Linked DNA regions of Anas platyrhynchos: region 2 is linked to region 1. Evidence: chromatin contacts called from public Hi-C data. All regions are on one chromosome and are shown on one strand. The core of a region is the stretch at or near the end of the contact, and the rest is flanking DNA. Distances in the headings are between cores, read along the strand shown.

The links. A called contact is a pair of places that touch in the nucleus more often than the background predicts.
Region 2: a Hi-C map of subcutaneous adipose tissue shows a contact between it and region 1, with 1.9 times the contacts expected there. The contact joins the promoter of EXTL2 here to the promoter of RTCA in region 1. A contact is called at or near these places in 3 of 8 Hi-C or Micro-C datasets (liver, small yellow follicle and subcutaneous adipose tissue).

The regions. Positions count from the first base shown.
Region 1 is chr8:10,659,345-10,663,682 of IASCAAS_PekinDuck_T2T, reverse strand. It overlaps RTCA (RNA 3'-terminal phosphate cyclase), which reads right to left and starts at 2,473. Exons shown (of 11, transcript XM_027463041.3): 1 at 2,171-2,473; 2 at 1,946-2,046; 3 at 264-407. The coding sequence starts at 2,215. It overlaps DBT (dihydrolipoamide branched chain transacylase E2), which reads left to right and starts at 2,528. Exons shown (of 12, transcript XM_072042079.1): 1 at 2,528-2,841.
Region 2 is chr8:10,810,048-10,814,385 of IASCAAS_PekinDuck_T2T, reverse strand. EXTL2 (exostosin like glycosyltransferase 2) reads left to right here and starts at 1,813. Exons shown (of 5, transcript XM_005018760.6): 1 at 1,813-2,016; 2 at 2,976-3,046; 3 at 4,203-4,338. The coding sequence starts at 3,042. It overlaps SLC30A7 (solute carrier family 30 member 7), which reads right to left and starts at 1,809. Exons shown (of 11, transcript XM_027462589.3): 1 at 1,632-1,809; 2 at 1,440-1,541. The coding sequence starts at 1,711.

The DNA.
Region 1 (4,338 bases), core at 1,224-3,723:
TTTTTTAAGCGCATGGGCATCTTTTTTTTTTTTTAACATTAATCAAATGTTCATCTTACAATTTATATGTAATTATATACTTTATCAATATATATCCTGCTTACATAGCAGGTGCTTTGCTCACATGTAGCAGACAGCACAGATCATGGCTCATTAGCCACGTATTAACGTTCTTTTTTCACCTCTTTTGTGACAATTTTAAAGTTACCAAAAGCAGTTAAGAGCAGTTGCTTGTCAATCATTATCCATGTACAAAGACATACCCTGCTGTTTTTGTATCTGCTATGTGGGTTCCACCTTTGATCTTCCCAGGAGTGAAGGTTATTTCTGTTGAACCAATTTCTCCACCCTCCAGCTTCCCTTCACATAAATCTCGAATGATCTCCAATCCAGACAGATGCTGGGGTCTTAAAGTCATAATACGAAGTTAAAGATCCATTCAAATAGACTACATAATCATGTTACATTAAAAAAAAAAAAAGTCAACTAATACATCAGTCAATATCAATTGCAGATTTAAAACAAGGATCAGAAATTCAATCTGGTTCCTACATTTCTCCTGAGTTCAGAGGAGCTAAAGGAGTAGCTTTCTGGTCATTCTGAAATTTGTAGGGTCCTGGTGTGTTTTCCAATAGAAAGGGTCAGGACAGACAGACAAGATGCAACAGTCACTGTCCTAATGTGATAAATGACAAAAATGTAATGGGATAATGCTGCCAAGTAGTATAATGATAGCAATACTGAACTGGAGCCAAAGCCGATTAACTGTTCCCAGAGCCATAAGAGAGCTAACAGTTAGTTCAGTGCTTGCATTTCCATTTGCTTGTGTAGTTTACATAGGAGAATAAATAAATAAATAAATAAATCTTTTTTTTTTTTTGTTACATTTTGAAGATGTCATTAAGAACTTGAGCTATGATTTTATTCAGTAGCCTAACAGGTTATTAACACAGTAAAGCTCATTATTAATTGACTGTCAAGCCCCTCTTAATATATGAATTTCCTTACATGAAAACCATTGGGAAATACAGCAAAACCCCCTGTATGCCATTCTACAGACTACTTTCAAGGCAGTTATGAAACAGTAGCATGGATAAGCGAGACTGTTTCAGTTAGCCTAAACTAACTACCTCAAAGCTCATATCTCTCCTGGATATGTTTAAAGACCAATAATCTTTTTTTTTTCTTCTTTTTTTTTTTTAAAAAAAAAAAAAGGCTGAAAAACTACACAACTACACATATATAAAAATGCTAAGGGATCAGTTTCCCTTAGTTATAATTAGAACTCATCCTAAATAAATGATGATTCTGACCTCCGTGTTTGTCTTACAAATGTGATGTTAGTCAAAAAGCACGTCACGAATTAACTGAGTTAATGAAGGAGCACAATTCTAGGCAGAAAAATGCCAATTATTAAATCAAGATGAGAAATGCAAGTAATGTGTCTTTGATGTTTCTGGTAGCGTTCAGAACACAAATGACTGCTCTGGGACACACAGATAGCATAGGAACTGTTTTGTATAGAATATAAAACATTTTGTATGGTGTATATGGTATATATGCTACATACTCAGTGATTAATGTTTCAGTGAGGCATTATACGATTACATTTTGTTTCACACCACGCAGGCTACTTTACCTTTGAAAATATTTTTCAGGCACTTTTAAGGCTGCGCTGCCTGACAGGTGGAGGCAGAGGGAGTGCCCTCACCTCCCCGGGCAGCAAGCCAGGGCCAGGGGGAGGAAGCTGCCTGAGGAAGGAGAGGGCAGAAAGCAAAGCGCAGCCCGGCTCTGCCTGCTCTGACGGGCCTGCTGCCTTCTGGCTTCCCTCCGCACTCGGTCCCTCCACGCCAGCGAGCCACAGGAAGACTTTTTGTTAAAAAATGCCGCTTCAAACACTGCCAGTGCGCGGTTTTTACCCTTGGAAGCGTTTCGGGGCCGTTACCTGAGTCCGGGCTGGCTCCTCCCGGCGCGGATGCGGCGCACGCGGAGCGGCAGGCCCAGCAGGCAGCTCAGCGCCGTGGACACGCGCAGGATCTGCCCGCCCTGTGGGGGGAACGGCGCCGTCAGCGCTGCGGCTCCCGCACCCGCACCCGCACCCGCCGCCCGCGGGCGAGGCGAGGCGAGCGGAGCCCAGCGGAGCCCAGCACGGCCCGGCGCGGATGCTCACCCCCTCCATGATGCCGCCGTCTATCTCCACCCTGTCCCCATCCATGGCTGGCAGCCGCGGGGAGCCGCAGCGAGCCCCGAGGACGGCGAGAGCCCGGCGAAGCAGCACCCACAGCCCGGTGTCGGTGCTGATGCCGGTGCCGGTGCTGATGCCGGTGCCGGTGCCGGGCGGCGGCGCTGGAGCAGGCGCAGAGCGGGCGGGCGGGGGCGGCGCCGCTGCCTGAGGAGCCGCCGCCGGGTCCCAGCGCCCGGGCGGCCGCGTAGCGGGCGGGGACAGCGCCCTGCTGCCCGCCCCAGCCACCCCACCCCGTCCCGTCCCGTCCCGTCCCGTCCCGGTGCAGGGATCGTTGCAGGACACACACACACACACACACACACGGGGCCCCTCGGGGAAGTTTATTCCAGCGGCCGCACCCTGCGCGCTGCCCCCGGGAGCTGGGGGGGCGCCGGGTGGCGGTGGCGCCGCGCCGGCCCCTCAGGGAGCGCAGCCGCTGCCTCAGCCCCTGGCCCCGGCCCCGGCCCCGGCCCCGCCGCGCGGTTGGCTGCGGCTCGCGGGGCTGCGCGCGGGTTGGCTGCCGGGTGGGAGGTGTGCGGGGCGGCGGCCGCGGCTGCCGGGCGAAGATGGCGGCGGTGACCGCGCTGCGGAGCGGCTGCCGGACCGCGGGGCGCCTGGTAAGGGACGGGCCGGGGGCCGCCGCGCCGAGGCCACGCCGCCAGGGGCTGGCGCCTCCCCTCAGCCCCTCGCCTCGGGGGCTCCCCGCGCCTCAGCGCCTGCTGCCGGAGGGACCCCTGCTCCCCCGGCAGGCCGCCCGCAGCCTGCTGGCGCTCGGCGGGCGTCTGGCGACATCCAGGAAAAAAAAGGATGCTTATTGCAATTCTGAAGTGTTGTGTTTGAATATTCTCCTTTTCTTCTTTTGTTTTTGGTTGTCAAGGGGAAGAGAGACAGGTGGTGGTGGTTCGTGGAGGCTGTAAGTTAGTCAGTAAGAAAGGAGCCCGGCGATCTTGGGTTAAATGGTGGAGAAATAACAGTTAGCTGGAGGCCAGGCAGGGTGCCAGGTGAATTATGGCAAGGAGTTATGTCTCTCGGGAATATGCTGGTAAGGCTGTTGGTTTAGCGTGTAGGTAACTTTATACTCGGAAATACAGAAGATGTATGCGAAACACATCCAAGATAATTAGATGGTCAATAAAAATGACTCAATATGACAGCAAGTCCAAAGAGTTCCATAGAGGAATACCCTTTAATAAGAAATAGTTGCCTTTGAGCACAGCACACTCAATATGACTTTGAAATTGAGTGTTACTTCATCAGGTATTCTGTTACCCGCGTGCTGTGTAACAACGCTTTGTTCTGAAGCCAGCAGTAGATTTCTAGGGTTGGAGGTGATTTAGAAAAGCACGGTAGGCTGCTTCTTATGGGAACAGTGCAAATTGAACTAAACGAGGCAAAACAGTTCTTCCCCAAATAGCATACAGCTTGCGTGTTGCCTTGGTTCAAGCCACAAGTCTCAGGTCATCCACAAAACAGTGGCTGATACCTCCTCAATACCAGTGAGAGACTGGAGCAGACCATTAGTCCCTTCTGCTGACGGTAACTCTGCTCCTTGAAAAAATGCCCAGGAAAGTATTGCCTTTAGGTTGTCATACAGCACGATAGTGGTGACGGAAACATAACTGCTAGTACTTTGCTACTTGGGATTTTTTATTATTATTTTATTTTTCCAGATACCAGGATCCATAGGTTATTTAACTTTTTTGTCATTTAGTACTTGCATGAATATGTATGGGTATGCGATGAATGTTAGAACTAATCTTGTCTTTTATATGCTCTTATTATTTCCTTACTTCGCATTATGCAGCAAGTAGTATTAAAGTGATTAAATACTGAATACAAGCATGGTCTTTTTATTTTATGGTATAAAATTGTTTACCTTGTTAGAAAGGAATACTGTTCTATGAAGAGATTGGATACTGTATTATTGCTTTAACATATTAGCACATCAGCTAGATAATGTGCAAAACCTGCAAACCAAAATAATTAAGTTATTTGAAATGCAGCAGTTTTGAATGATTCCTACAGATAGAAATCGAAATAGCATTGAAACTTCTGTAACAAAACCAGTCTGGGTTTTGGCAGAAACATTGCTAATTCGCTACCTGCTTGGTAGT
Region 2 (4,338 bases), core at 564-3,063, 150 kb before region 1:
ACCTCCTTCGTAAGTGTTCTGTTTCTACATGTCTCATGCTGACAGCCAAAGGAGCTGTGCTCTGCAGATCTGAGAAGGGATTTTCCCTATATGGCTCCTTTTTTTCGCTTACGTATTTGTTCTTTCAAGGCATGAACCATCTGCTTTGATGGTAGGCATACCTCATTATATTCTCTGCTATTCCTCTCTACCAAAGAGAGGCTTGATAATTTTTTTTTTAAGCCCAAAAACTAGGCTTAATGTAAAAATACCTGAGATTAGTGACTTGAAATATAAACATGAGATCCAACTAATGAATATCCAGCAAATCCTAATTCTTAATCTCCAAACCTAATACGAATAAGAGAGTTCTTGCAGTTCCAGTAACCTCAATTCTTCAGTGTCACATTTCTGGCAAGTTTCACTTCAGTGTCTTTGTTTAGTTACATCAGATATGGGACCTTTTCTGTTAGATATATCATTCCTCCTCGCACTAACAAAAAATTATTATGCTTAAAACAAACCAAATACATATGAACATACAGTTGTCTATACCTGAACCATTTAGAAAAAAATCTTCCCATCTCCTGAGCTTTTCAGAAAAATACTCTTACTCAGACTACGCATACAATAGTCCACACACAATTTGCAGAAGTTTACCAACAAAGTCAAACCTTGAAGAAGAACATCTGAGACAGTCTGCAGAGTGCCAAGAGAGTCTGTGCTGCAGACAGCACTGGGTTCTCACTAGCATTACAGTAGCTGTTACTGTAAACAGTGTTAAAGACTTGATTGTACCATTTGAGAGAATTAGAAAAGTATGGTAAGTAGTAGGATGCAACTGTTTCCAAACAGACATTGCTCATTAGGACTTTTAATCAAGTGTCTGAGTAATCTGTGCCCATACTACAGCTTTTGATAAGGATCTCTGGTTCCACGCACAAGGACAAATTGCTGGGCTTAAGACATTCCCATGGCAGTCAACTGATGTGTGTATGGACTCATAAATGTCACCATAGAATAACACCTCTGTTGAGAGCAAAGCACGTGATGAAGATGCCACGTTACCTGTTCTCTACCTGTAACCCCACACAGCAGTTCCTTCACGTGTCCCGGTTATGTTTTACTACAGATTTTTTCAGCAGCAGTTTAACCAAGTCCCTCCATCTTTTACACCTCTGCGGATTTATGCTGCTTTTCTACACCTGGAGGCTTTCATTCCCGTTTCTCTCAGAGCCGGGACAGTCGGCGCAGTGCCGGTTATGCCACCCAGCACTTACAAGCTGCCATCCCCAAAGGATCCCTGTGGCAAGCGGGCAGAGCCCCCGGGGCTCCCTGCGAGGCCGGGCGCCTGTGGAGCCGCCAACCCCGCCGGGGGCTCTGGCGGAGCGGAGCCGAGCCCAGGCCCGGCCCGGCCGGCAGCAGACGTGGCAGCCTCCCTCCCCCCCCCCCGGCGGTACCTGTTGCTCCAGATGCCGTAGAGCAGCTCCACGAAGGCGAAGGAGAGGTTGAGGCAGAGGAAGAAGAAGAGGTTGCGGGAGGTCCTGTCGGCCAGGATGGACCTGCGCGGGGACACGCGGCGCGTCAGGGCGGGGGCCTCGGCCACAGCCCCGGCCTCACCCCCCCCCCCCCCCCACCTCCCCGGCCCTCACCTGAACCAGCCCGACGCCTTCCGCAGCAGGTTGAGGCGCGGCGGCTTGTACTCGTCGTCCTTGATGGAGAGGGGCAGCATGGTGCGGGGCGGTGCGGGCCGGGCACGGCGGGGCCGGGAGGGGGCCGGCGGGGCCCGGCAGCGCGGCGCAGCGCTCCCCGCCCCTCCCCAGCCCCGCTTCCGGCCCCACCGCGCCTGCGCACCCCGCGCGCTGCCGGGGCTGGCGCCGCGGCCCGGGCCCTGCAGCGGGGCCTGGCGGGACGCAGCCGGGGGGGGCCGGCCCCCTGTCAGGGTCATTTCTGTTCAAACAGCAGGGTGGAAGCGCCGCGCCTCGGCTCACCGTTCTTATTTCCCTCCGTCTGGGTCTGAAGAGGTGCTCGCTGCAGGTGGGGTATGTTTGCGGGCAGCGGCACGCTGCAGGTTCGTAACTTGGTTGGTAAAAGCGGCGGGACTGTCACGGCTGGGTGGCAGCTGGGGGAAGAGCGGTTGAGGCGCACCTTTATGTGAGGCGCACCTTTATGTGAGGCTCACCTTTCTGTGAGGCTCACCTTTATACGAGGCTCACCTTTACAAAATCACGTATGACCAAGCAGATACGGCCAAGATATGCTGGAGTTAAGAAGTGCTGAGCAGCTCCTGCTGCTCGTCCATCCTCTTTACCAGTCAGGCATGACCTGAAATGAAGCAACCAAAACCAGTGATTAATTTCTGGAAACAGCTTCAGTGACTTCGCTAGCATCACAAAATAAGTCAGGGATAAAACTGGGACTCAGACTTACGCAGCTTGCTTAGGTTGCTGTCCTGCATCTTGTGCATGCTTCCTTTTTGTGCTTACACTTGTATTTGCCTTCCCTTCTCTACCTGACAGACCAGGTAGTTCAAAAACACCAGATGTGCCTCTGATGCAATTGGTAAGCTGTGTGAAGGAAAGCTTGAAGGGGATGAGCCAGAACAGATCTGTTAGCAGGACTACTTGCTTGACTATGGTAGCCAAATGATGCATTTTAGTGGTGATTGGTAAACTTTGTAATGGAGCGTGAGGTTCTGGAGATCTGCTTGCATCTCTGCCTGACCCTAAGGACAGAATACAGAGATGTTGCCGTAGTGGGGGGGAGTGCTGTGTTTTCTTTCTAAGCAATTGGTTTAATGTAATAATTTGTTCCTGGAGATTTCATTGAAAGGCGGAGATAATTACTCAGCGAGCAATAGCAAAAGGGATTGGATAATTGCCAAGAATGTGCACATAAATTGGTAATCAACAGGAACGGTAATTTACAGAAAGATGGTGGTAGCATGTGGGCTAACTGTTGATCTTCAGTTATAGACTCCTTTTACTCTCCATCAGATTCAAGGATCACAAACGACTGTCCTGTAAAAACAACAGGGGAGAAAACAATCTTACCTGGCAACAATGAGGTAAGTTGAAGGGTTTTCTAGACTACGTAATTTATATTCGTATCTTCAAGCACAATATATGAGCTTTGGGGGGTTGGAAAAATCAAAGCTTCTGTGAAAAAACAGTCTGTCAAAAATTTTAATTGATAAGACTGTCCTGCATCATTCAATTTAACCGGAGTTTCCAGCTGAAAGCCTGGAACATACTAATGGAGTAACACCTGATATTTGTAGTTGAATAACTACTTAGCAGTAAGCTTAGATTCTTTATCTTTTATCCAGTGCATACCCATCTTGCTAGTAGAGAGAAGGAACAGGTGTGGATCACACATCATTTGAAGTGCAGCCCATGGAATGCAGCGATCAGTAGATCTCGCTGACATTACAATTTATAAAGGTCTGGAGAATTGGGAATACTGCTCAAGAGGTGAAAATCAAGGCTGCCTTTGTAGGAGCTGCTTTGTAAGAGCTCCCACTTAGTTCCAAAAGCAGGAGGATCCAGAAACCCCTGCCTTATATTAGGCTGACCCCCGCACCCCAACCCTGCAGTTAGCTAACACACAGCACCTAGCCTCTGACGCCTCCAGTTTCTGCTGGATTCTGGATTTCAGAACAGCTGCTTCTGATGTTCCCACATCCCTACACTGCTTCATCTGGCACGATTCTTTTGCCCTACCTGTACGACAGCTTCAGTTAGTATCATCAGAACCGTATTTTCTGCAGTCTGTGTACTGGAGGAGGCACCTTCTCTCCCTTTTGTTTCACAACTAAGGCAAGGCTCCTGCAGTGCTGGAAGTACAAATTTGTTTTCTAATTTTACCTGGATGAATTTGGTGTGTAAATGCTCACTCAGAAACACTGTACTGAGAAAATAAGAGATGGTAACAATATAGAGTTAAAAAATTAACCTAAGTTAATTTTTGGAAAATGAGGAAATTTAGAGTTAACCCAAAAAAAGCAGAGGTGAAAAGCATGTCAACGTCAGAAACCGGGTACCAGAAATATCTGCCGTGATAGCTGAAATTAATTGCCTCAGGTCTTAAAATCCTCCTTACGTATTCACTCATTTATTTACTTAAACAAAAGTTTATTTAATGCTATGGGAGTTTTGCGCAAGCAAGGGAGGCAGCTGTACATGGGATTAATAACTTTTCCTTTCCTGTTACTTGTTTTAAAGGTGTTCACACTTCTGTAAACTTCCAGGACGAGTTATGGGCATCCGCCTACTACGCTTCACTTCCGTGGTGATCATTGTCTTGCTTCTTGTGGCGGGTGCTTTAACAGCTTTGCTTCCCAATATCAAAGATGACAAA